Linked DNA regions of Mus musculus: region 1 is linked to region 2. A link is a contact called in public HiChIP or PLAC-seq data. All regions are on one chromosome and are shown on one strand. Each heading gives the region's core, a stretch centred on a gene start, on an enhancer-like site or on the middle of the called end of the contact. The rest is flanking DNA. Distances are from core to core; before and after follow the strand shown.

Region 1 (6,240 bases), core at 488-2,987, 110 kb after region 2:
CATCATATACATATACATATACATATACATATACATATACATATACATATACATATACATATATATATGAAAAGGACAGGAGAGTTATGAATCTCATGATGACCTTCAATGTTCTCTTTAGCCAAGGATTGTGGGTCCGTGATTCACCCACTGTTGGAGTTGAGGTGTTGGGCACAGCTGCTGAGGAGGCAACATGTGGGGAGTGTTTAACTGTCTCCCTGTGTCACCACTATCCAGTGCTGAGCTTTAGGGAAGCATCCAAACACTGCTCAGGGGGTGGGAAGACATAGTCTAAGATGGAGGGGGCCAAAGTTGGGGTTCCCTGACTCTTGGGCACCCAGTCAGCACTGGGGTGTTGCACAGAAGAGTCAGAAACGAAGGATGGGAGTCCATGGCCCCAAGATGAGGGCATGGAGGCCCGTGTGCTGAGGATGAATTCGATGATGAACCTAGGCAGGGGAAATGGGCGACTCAGGTTTAGCTCATCAGTGAAGGTAGCAATGGTTGTCTGGAAGCACAGAGAGGCCTTCTACGGGAGACTTAGGCTGCAGCTCTGTAGGTGAAGGCCTTCTCCATGCTCCTGCTCCTATGGTTTCAATGGAAGAGACAGTCCATGTTTATCCATACTATGTATTGACTGTTCATCATGGGAGATGGATGTGTATCAACTTCTCAAGGTGGGCCAGAGATTAAGTTTCTTTTGCAGGAGGAATGTCCAGGAAGGAGAGCTTATTGGCTAAACCCTCGGGGCCTCAAGGTATCTCATTAGCACGGTGAACTCTGTTTTGGGCTACTTGACCAGCATGGGGAGTGTGGGCACGTGTTCCAGGGTAGGAATCTGGCAGGGAGCAGGGAGGTGCCTACCATCTCTGGTGTGTACCCAAGTGCTAGACTCTCAGACCTGCTCTGTCTTACCAAGCTTCCTAGCATGGTCCACTGTCCCACGAAGGATGACCTTGAACTTTTGTTCTTCCTTCTTCTACCTCCTAAGCATTGCAATCATAGGCTGTATTACTACATGTAGTGCATGCGGTACTAAGATCAAATCCAGTGCTCCATGCATGCTAGGCACTCTACCAATGGAGCTGCATCCCCAGCCCAAGAAGTGAATTTTTAATTAGCAGTATCAACCAGGCATGCTTAATTTTTGGCTCCAGTCATTCTTTTTTTTTTTAATTGTGGAAATGTCACATGAACTAACAAAGAAGTTGTCTGAAGGTTTCTTTTTAAATTAAAGAATTTAAGAACACTTTAATATTCAGGCATTTAAAGAAAATGATAAGACTTTAATAGTAGTAAGGGTATGTGGTTAGAGGAATTACCTTGAATAAGTCATAAAGATCACTCCTATTTTCACCCTGGTTGTCATGGACCCCACGTGGCTCGTATCCCTTATTATGCCAGTTTTTAAAAAAATTATTATTATTAAGATTTGTGAATTCCAAATCAGACATGTCTTCCTTAGTTGTGGTGAAATAAAACTGATTTTCTTGAAATTGCTCTTTTAGACACTGTAAGTTTAAATTGCCTTCTTTCTAAAATTTTCCAAGTCATCACAAAAGGCCTAGAGTTCTCTGACAGTTTGCTGTAAGAGGCTTCACGGTGCTACATGGACTTTTTGGCAAACATGGCTTTGATTTCTCCCAGAGAGAAGTTTCCCCTTTAAAAGCCTGCTCTGTGATCATAATTGATCACAGACAAGCACCTGTGTCATAATTGCTGCTGACATAGCAGCCCGCATCACCGGAGGATGCCTGGGTGTCAGCTTGCCTTCAGGTGCTCAGCTAGACTTCATCAAGCACATGTGGAGAGCTCTGTATTAGGTTAATGTGCTAACATTAACACTGGTGAGCAAAGTATGATCCTCGTGCTCAAAACGCTGAGAATCCAGGTAAGCAGAGCAGATAAGCAAAGATGCTTACGGCCCTTCAATCAGTCTTGGACTGGAAGTGAATGATCAGAGTTAGGAGACGATATTATCCCGACATTGGATAATAAGACTTTTAAAGTGAGTAGGTGACTCCTGATCCTAGACCTAGAGGGATTAGTTTAACTTTACCAAGAATGAGTGGAACTGGTGTCTGTCATGTTATATGTCTGTAATCCCAGCACTTGATGGCCAAGGCAGAATCATGAGTTCAAATCCCCCCATCTTGGGCTTGTCAGAGAGATTGGGTTCGGGGGTAGGGGAGAGAAAGGGGAGAATTATGGTAAAATAGGACCTAACTAGATGGCTCAGCAGGTATAGGTACTTGCTGCCAAGCCTGAGGACTTGAGTTCAATCCCAGGGACACCACAGAGGAATCCTGTAAGGAGCCTACTCCTTATACAACCACGATCACCTGCTCAGGAGTGGCACCACCCACAGTGGTCTGGGCCCTCCCACATCAATCATTCATCGAGAAAATGCCCCCATAGACATGCCCACAAGCCAATGTGATGGAGGCAGTTCCTCAGTTGTAATTCTTTCTTCCCAGATACGTTGAGGTTTGTGTCAAACTCACCAAAACTAACCACAGGTTAGAATTGAAACATGACCTCACCCTAAGAATTCAGACCCCAGTGACAAAAAGGAATGACAGGCTGAAGGGTGTGTGGGATGACGTGGCTTCAAAGACCAAGAGATTAACCAGCCTCTGTCGACTGTGCAGGATAAAAAACGTTCTTCTTTCCTGAGTTCAGGACTTAGTTGCATTCACGGAATAGCAAATGTTAATAAAGCTAACACCTAGTAAAAAGGGAGGACAAGAGTATGGCTTATCTGGGGCTGGGGGCTGGGGTAGAGTGGGGGACTACCTTCTTAGATGCTGCTTTGGTATCCTCACCTCAGTGTGCCTGGCTAAGATCACTGTAGTCTTAGGAATCTGGAATGCTGTTCCTTTGCTGATAAGTCATTCTCCTAAAAAAATAAATAAATAAGCAGATATACAAGACAAAAAAAAAAAAAAAGTCTAGCCCTTTTGCTGGTGTAAGCAAAGAAGACAGATGCTCGAAGCACGGAGTCTAAAGAACTCGGGAGCTGACAAGCTGTGTCTCCTTGGCATAGAGGATCCCATTGCCATAAATGGAAGTGGCGTTTCAAGTGTTGTTTTTGCCAGGTCTCCCGGACTTAAATGGAACTAAATGCTCTTGCAAAGATGGAGAAGAGAATGAAGGAGAGGAGGGGGCGTGTCTGGGCATGGAAACTGGCTGCCAGCCCTTGCTCCAGAGGTCCAAGTTCAAATATGCTTGCAGGCAAGCCTCAGTTAAGTTTTTTTGTCCTCATACAATGAAGCTGTTGTATGGCCAGAGGCTGGAGCAGGCCACTGGCTTTCCAGAGTCCAACAGCCAGCACCTTTTGGACTTCCCCTTGGTTCTCCTTCTGTTCTAGAGGACACGAATACTTCTCATCCACCCTGGTATAAGCTCTAGGAAGCAGGAGATGCACTGCTCATGAATGAGAGTCTCAGCCCTGTTAGCACGCAGCTTCAGGAAGTGACAGAGCAATCAGATCAGATAATAAAGATATTCAGTAGATCAAGAAGCCATTAAGCATTTTGTCCTGCTTTTAAGCATTTGCCCTGCCCCCAACAACCATTTTAGATGATGGAATTCCTGGACTGCTTGGTTCCTTTTGCTATGTCAGTTTAAATTTGTAAGCTCCCCCTACAGGAATGACTTGACTAGATGCCCATCTGATTTTTGAAGTCCAGAGGGATTTCTGTGCCTACTGCTCGCAGACTTAATCAGATGATTCTTGAAATGGCCCTGACCCTTTCGTTGGGAACAATTTCTAAAGTGATAAATTTTCTCCCCACCAAGCCTCTAAGTATTTCTCCTTCCCTCCCTCCCTTCCCCCTTCCCTTCCTCTTTCCCCTGCACTCCTCCATGTGTTCATGCTTGTGTATGTGTGCATGCATGATTTCTAAACAGTAAATCTTAAGCAAGTTGTTACAAAAGACAATAGGATTAGAGGTGAGAGTTAGTAGAGGCATTTAACCACAGTGATAATAAAATGGGCATTTATTTGGTTTTGACTCTGCCAGGTACTGTTAAAGGTACTTAATGAATTGAATTCATATAATACTCAGTGTGACTCTGTGTTATTATCATCAACACCTTAAAAATGGAGAAACTCACAGGGGAATGCCAGGGCCAAGAAGTGGGAGTGGGTGGGTGGGGGAGTGGGTAGGGGAGCGGGTTGGGGACTTTTGGGATAGCACTGGAAATGTAAATGAAATAAATACCTAATAAAAAAAAAACAAAATAAAAAAATAATTCCAAATTTTAAAAAATGGAGAAACTGAGGCACAGAAGAGTAAAGTCACAAAGTTGCTAGATCATTGAGTCTGGCTCCCAAATCCATTACTTACAGCCAAAATGCTGGACTGATTTACAGTGAATGGGGTGTTACCTAAGTTTCATGCCTCCTGAATTCAGGAGAGCCATGACTATACTTCTGGGTATAGTTCCTAACTATTCATCACCTTTGTGTTCTGATCACCAGGCATATGTAGGAAATAATGGGAGGAGAAACAGGGTGGAGAGTAAGGGGTAGTTGTGTCATTGAGAGCACACACCTGACCGTTCATGTGCTCATATATGCACATACTTATTTATTATTCATCTAAAGAAAGTATGCATGTGCATTTGCATAGATGTATATGCAAGTGTGCATGGGGGGGGGGAGCAGAAGTCAACCCCAGGTGTCATCCTCACCTTCTTTTCCTTTCTGATTGAAACTGGGCCTTGTCACTGGATTGGATCCCACCAAGTTGGCTAGGTTGGCTGTGCAGAAAGCTTCAGAGATCCGTTTTTCTCTGCCTCCTCAGTGCAGGGATTACAAGCCCAGGCTCACACCTAACATTTTAAAGTTCTGTCTTTCTTTTCCAAACATCAGTTCTGGGTATTGGACACAGGCCTTTGTGCCTTACAAGGCTAACACTTACAGACTGCACTATCCCTGTAGCCTCTTTTTTTCTTTGAGATGGGTTCTTATATAGCTCTGGCTGGCCTGAAACTTGCTGTAGAGCTGAGACTACCCTTGAACTTGAGAAGCTCTTGTCTCCATGTGCTTGGATTGCCTGCATTCACCACCATGCCCAGCTCTGCCTCTTTTTTGTATTTGCGTCATTTCGGTACTCCCTGAGACTTTCTCGGCAGGTTATACATAGCCCTTCCCCGAGGGATCAGTTTTTCCCATTCCAGGTCATGGGAAGGGGCAAGGAGGAGAAGACTTCCTTTTCAAGAGCCTGTCAGAAAACCATGTTTGGAAAGGAACACATGAAAATTGATCAGTAAAAACAGTCAAGAGCTTACCAGTCCTCTGTGTATGACAGGGTGCCCTCAGCAGCTTTAGGGTATAGGGGGAGACCAGCCCTGCTTTTTTTAGGAACTCAGCATTGAGAAAACCAGATATCCAGGGTCCCAGGGTCACCCTCTCTGGCCCTGTCATTTACCCATATGCTATCTTTATAAGCAGCATGAGTGTTTTACCTACCTGCATGTATGTATACTGCATGCAGTAACTGCAGAGGTCAGATGAGGGCATGGATCCCCTGGAACTGGAATTACAGATGGTTGTGAGCCACTAGGTAGGTGATGGAAACTGAAGCTGGGTCCTCTGAAAAGCAGCAAGTGCTCTTGGGCACTGAGCCATCTCTCCAGCACTGCCCCCACATCCTTTTATACTGTTTTATACTTAGGACTTAAAAGAAGATCCAATTCTTACACAAAGACAATTGAATGTCCTGCTGTTATTATGCTGTATGAGGTTGTACTGGTATTCAAAGATACATTTGGTATGTTATGAGATGGCATATGCTTGTATTCATATTGTGGTCCCATTTGTGTAACAAAGATAAAAATACACAAATAACAATAAAATATATAATGATTACATCTACATAACCAGGCATTACTTTAACTTATTAGTCTTTCAAAGAACTCTGTGGGTGCCAATGAGATAGTTCAATGGTGAAAGTGCTTTGCCTCCTAGCCTGATTATATGAGTTTGATTCCTGAGTCCCACATTGTGGAAGGAAAAAACTGATTCCTCAAGTTCCCCTCTGACCTCCACAGGTGGCATGTGCACAACACACACACACACACACACACACACACACACACACACACACACACTTTTTTCAAGTAATATCTATATAGTAGATATTACTATTATATCAATCTTATATGGATAAACTAATGAGTAGAAAGGTTGCCACTTCTTTAATGTTCCTGAAATAGTAAATGACAAGGTCA
Region 2 (5,612 bases), core at 1,958-4,457:
TTGGAAGGCGATGGGAGGGGGTGTAAAGAGTATACATCACTGTGTTTTATATGTAATACTTGAAGGCCAGGAGAGGAAGACAGTACAAGTAGAGTATAAAGGATGTGGAATTTCGGGGTGGGGGGCAGATTCAAGAGACTTGGAGTAAGCTAGTGAGCTTTTACTGTAACACATAAAGTGAGAGGAGGAACAACCACGTAGTATTTATGTGTCTGTATGAGGGTGTGGCATGTAAGTGCTAATAACCACAGAAGCCAGAAGAGAGTGTTGAATCCCCTGGAGCTAGAGTTACAGGTAGTTTTAAGTCATCTGATGTAGGTGCTGGGAACTGAACTCTGGTTCTCTACAAGAGCAGCAAGCACAACTGGCAATTTAGCTATTTCTCCAGTCCCACAAAGGATGGATTTAGCAGGCATCAGGTTACTGTGGTCTCCTATAATATCCTAAGAACCTAGAACATCTGTATTACAAAGCAGGAAAGAGCCCTGTAAGCACCACGTAGAATGGAATGGGGGGGAGGGGGGTGTCAGCAGGGAATAAACTGGAGGAAGACCACAGGAAGGGAAGGAAACAATTTTTTTCAAGCTGCCTACTAATAATATATTTTAATTTTTAGCAGCTTCAAGGTTAATATATCTTCCCTAATATTATAAAGAAAGACGCCATCCTAGTACCTCAAACAGTACTTGGGAATGGTTGATATTCAATAAATACTGCATGAAATAATTAAGGCTGGATTCAAAGCGAGATTTTATTGAACACTAATGTCCATCTTTCCCACTGAGTTCCCAGTTCAATAACCTAGGAAGCCTTTAGAATCGAATGAAAATGGGGCTGGAAAATGAGATATTGGTTAATCTTTACCAGTTCAAAAACACTGGTGTGAACAACAAATAAGATAATATACACACAACGTTCACCAACCCTATCAATGTAGGAACCCTAAATTACAAGGCAGCTGGAGGATACATACTGATTCTTAACCTTAGATTGAAAGGTACAGAATTGGTCTACAATTGAAGTGGCCCTAGCCTGAGGTGATGCTGGGAAGTCGAAGGCACTTTGCTGCCACAACAAAACCAGGGGACAAAGTTAGTCAGCTTTTTTGAAGCTGAAACAAAACAACACAACACATTGCCTGCAGGCATTGTCTCATTGAAAAGTTTATTTTGCCAACTGGAATTGATAAAACCCAAAGCAGATTTGGATTCTTTTCCATTGGAGGTTAGCTGTAGGGAAGGGCTACATTGGAGAAAATGAATGGTCTTCACTTTGGAGGTAAAGAAACCCCAAAACAGGCCTGGTTTATGCAAAATGAGTATAACAATTAATTAGGCAAGAGGCACTTTACACTCTAGGTTCTCTGATTATCTTTGACTGTGCATTTAGTGGTAGTGTTGAGAAAACATGTAGTACAAAAGTTGACCCCAACACGGTAGCAATTAGAAACAGAGCAGACTTGTATAAAAGCACAGGTAGGTTTCTAGGGGTAGCACAAGGTAGTGTGGGAAGAGCAACACTTCCCAGCCTCCTTGCCCCCCTGCCCCCAGTGAGTCGCAGCCACTGAGTATGTGTTCTCTTCTCCTTTGGAGATGACCTCACACCTGTTCTCTTTCCTATACACTCAAATGGAGAACAGCCACTCTTCCAGAACTCAGGTCATATTTCCTGTCAACACTTTATTACATATGGTTTATTTAACAATCTGAAACTATAATGTTGCCTTATACTCCAAAATAAAGGGTGAAAACAAAACCAAGTCTAGCTCTAATGTAAATGAAAGTTAAATAATAGAGATGCTTGATTTTGTGCTATATGTTAAGAAACATACAAAAGGACACAGGGCTTTCTAGGATGTGTATTAAAGATCTACATTACATCAGACATTCTATTTTCTCAAAATAGAATCAAAAGATTGTATAAAATTAGAAAGCTCATTCTGATGAGATAAAAATTAGGAGATAAAAATTGCTAATTAAGGATATTTATAAATATATTTCATTGAAGGTTTACTGCTCCAACCATTCTTTTTTAAATGGTCATCAACAACCTACCAAAAACTGACACCTAAATCACTGGAACCAACTGTCATCTGATTGCAGCAAACTCAGTCTTTTCCCTGTGGTGATTTTAATTAGAATGGCCAGTGTAGGCTCATATATTTGAATACAGGGTACCCAGTTGGTAAATCCAGTTTGAGAAGGATTAGGTGTAGCCCTGTTTGAGGCAAGTATGTTACAGGGTCAAAATTTGAGGCTTCCAAAACCTCTCATTATTCCTAGTGCACTCATTCTTTCTGTTTGAGATGTGAGCTCTCACTGCTGCACTAGCTAACGTGCCTGCTGCTTGCTACCACAGGGCTCTGTCATGGTGGACCCCAACCCTCCGAAACTGTAAGCCCAACCAATTAAACACTTTCTTTTATAAGTTGCTTTCGTCACAGTGTTTTATCACAGAAAACAAACAAACAAACAAACAAACAAAACCCCAAAAAGTAAGTAATATACCCCCTCCACTCTATTCTTTACAAAGTAGCTGGGATGATTTTCATAACATGACAAATCAGTCACTTTAGTAACTACTTCCTTATAACCCTCCAAGTGAGTAATATGATTTATTAGTGACCACCATTACCTTTAAATATAAAGATAGAAATGCTTAAGGCCTAAGAGGGAACATTATAATTTGAACTCTAAATCCCTCCCTAGATTTATCTTACAATGTGCCCCCTCTGTTCTCAACAGTCCAGCATAATTGGCTTTCATTCATTTTCTTCAGTGTACCATATTCTCCTCTGCCAGAGATTTCCTCTGCAGGTAAAATGCTTTAGTGAGGAGATGGGGCCTGGTTTGAATTCCCAGTAACACAAACAAACAAACAAACACTTCAGAGAATAATGACGCAGCAAAATGGGGAAAGGAGCTCATGGACGATGTGGTTTATGTTTTCAAAAGCAGTATTTGAGTGTGTGGGGGCCAGAGGAAATTAAAGAACAGAGGTGTGCAAAAGAGCAAGGTGGCAAAGCCTCCAGAAGACTGGCAACTTCCATAAGAAAAAGAGGGCCCTAAGACTGGCAAGCAATAGGGATTAATTACTAGAAGATCCTAAACGGAGCTAAATCCAGCCTTTCAGGCCATGGCAAAGACTTTGGCTGTTAGCTGGCATGAGACAGGAAGCCACTGGATGACTGAGCAGAGAGGCTGTCAAGCTTCCTCTAGCTATGAAATAGATAAAGGGCAAAGGCAGGAAGAAGAATGAAGACAACCGCAAGCACCCAAGACAGCATGGACCAAAGCAGCTGCAGTGGAGGTGGCAAGAATTAGTTTCCAAGTTGAAGATGAAGCCAAGCAGAGGATCTGGGAAGAGGGGGAGACTGCTAAAAAATAAACAAACAAGAAAAACATTAAACCACAAACTCAGAAAATGCAGAGGACACCAAGTAGAGTGAACATAAAAACATCTACTTGGGCAGATACTCAGACAGCAAGAAAATAAAACAAAGAGTAAAATGGCCAAAAGAGCCAGAGGGAGGAGGAGCTAAGATAAGAATTACATCAGAATTTTCTTCCAACCACAAAAAAGGATATAAAGCAAAATGTTTAAATCATTCAGACAAAATCTGCCGCAATATAATTGTGTATCTAGGTCAATTATCCTTCAAAATGAGGGAGAAAAGACTTCTACAAACAACAACTGAACAGATTTGTCATCAACAGGCCTACCTTGCAAGAACTGTGAGATTCTTTAGAAATGACAATGGTTTAAACCATAAACTTCACTTTTCCTTTTGCTGATCTAACAAATAACATTTGCTGGAAATGAATACACAACATACCAAAATGTATAAACAAGGAGAACAGAAACAAATCTCTCACATTTGCTTATAATAATAGTACTGTACTGACAGATGATAGCACCTGTCAGTAACTGACAGATCTAATAGGCAAAGCCAGTAAGGACAGGGTTGACCCACACTCAGAGAATATTCCACCAACAACAATAGAATATATATTGTTTTTCAGGGGATATAAAAATTTACCAACAGAGTAAATACTCTATACTATAAATACAAGTCTCAATAAATGTAAGGGAATTTAATCCATACAAAATGCCTTTTGTTTTCCACGAAATTGCTATGCTCTGCTGTGGTGAGCCTGCTCCTCTTCCCCATCACTTTTCATCCCTTTTCAATCCATTTCATGGTTTCCTGGCCTCATCTTTGAAACTGATTCCAGTGTGGAATAGTTAACATCCTCATTTCTAATAGATAGTGCTCTATGTAAGAAAGAAAAACTGTCAGAATCCAGTCTCAGTTCCTTTTACAGCTTGACTATATCAATGCTAAAAGTTTAACTTCTGAAGCTTGACTTAATAGTCCATAAACTGTATTAGAATAGATTGGGGAAGGAATGTATATTTAAATGTTTAGGCAGTATTTCTAAAATGATCAATACTTAAACTTGTTATCTTTTCCATAATATAAAAATGCCCCCATTGAATTGTGTCACTAAGACATGATAGTCACATGAGTAGTTTTCGTCTCTCCACATAAGCAGCACTAATAAAATTGTTCTTTAAGGCAGTGAAGCAATAGTTAATGGCTTACATCCTGTATCAATATTTTTAAATAAGTGAACTTTAAAAAAGTCAGTTTTCTGAATATATAACAAGTCTTTATGTTTGTTCTTTTATATAACTTTATTTACTTATTTTCTCAGTTCTAGACATTATGATCTTTAGTCTTTTAAGAAACTGTGTACTTAATATGTATAATATTAAGCTGCGTACTTAATATATATAATAAAAAAATTAACTGCATGGAGCAAAATATATCCTAACTGATAGAATCAAATTTAGAATCAGTAGCAAAGATATGAGAATCTCCAAATATTTGGAAACAATATATTTCTACTATTCCAAGTTTTAAAAAAGAAATTAAAGGAGAAGTTAGTATTTTGCTGTTATATGAGTATACGAGGCAGGGTCTTTTTATGTATCTCTGGCTGGAATGAAACTCACTATGTAGACTAGAAGCCATCTTTCAGCCTCAGTGCCTCCCAAGTGCTGAGACTAGAGGCAGGCACCCCCACATCTATTAAGAACCTCATGTTCTTAACAGTGTAGAAATGAATATATAGAGGAATTGTAGAAAATAGGGACCTCAGAAATAAATCTTCACAAACACAGCCAAATTATGTTTTACAGGAGACAGTCAGGAAAGGACAATTTTTCAATAAACAGTGCCAGGAAACCAGATGTACATGTAAAAAACGAATGATCCCATTTTGTATATTAAAACTGACCAAATGGGGCTCACACTCTAAACGATATAGCTTAAGTAAAGTTCCATGGAAGAAAACACAGATAGAAACTGCATGACACGGGTTAGCAATAACTTTGGAGGCATGACACTTGAAACACAACCACTAAAAGGGAAAAAAAAACTGGACATCAAAATTCAAAACTTTTATGTTTCAAGCACACACACACACACCAACAGGACCTCTAAGATTGCCACCAAGAGAGTTCAGTCTTTAGACCCCCCCTTCCATTTTTGTTTCCTGTTTCATATCACTTGTATCCTGCTATTCTGCCAGGCACTCCTGCCATGG

What was found. HiChIP or PLAC-seq counts read pairs in DNA pulled down with a chosen protein or histone mark.
Region 1: a contact with region 2 is called in a BATF HiChIP or PLAC-seq map of CD8 T cells, with 6 read pairs. The contact joins the promoter of Tmigd3 here to the enhancer-like site in region 2. A contact is called at or near these places in 3 of 39 promoter capture datasets (the HPC-7 cell line, cranial neural crest and hippocampal neurons), 6 of 484 Hi-C or Micro-C datasets (bone marrow-derived macrophages, brain, group 2 innate lymphoid cells and 2 more), 3 of 115 datasets of contacts at active chromatin or transcription factors (CD8 T cells, heart atrium and microglia) and 3 of 9 other capture datasets (adipose tissue, liver and pancreatic islet).

What each region holds. Positions count from the first base shown.
Region 1 is chr3:105,869,121-105,875,360 of GRCm38.p6, forward strand. Tmigd3 (transmembrane and immunoglobulin domain containing 3) reads left to right here and starts at 1,738. Exons shown (of 7, transcript NM_027025.4): 1 at 1,738-1,891.
Region 2 is chr3:105,760,429-105,766,040 of GRCm38.p6, forward strand. The region is part of intron 1 of Rap1a (RAS-related protein 1a); the gene reads right to left. Among named protein-coding and RNA genes, the nearest start is that of Rap1a, 38 kb to the right of the region's middle. Within about 2 kb of position 3,208, at least 80 of the 459 cell types and tissues checked have an H3K27ac peak or open chromatin away from gene starts, as enhancers often do. A contact at or near this core is called in CD8 T cells, the HPC-7 cell line, bone marrow-derived macrophages and 2 more, where this site is marked.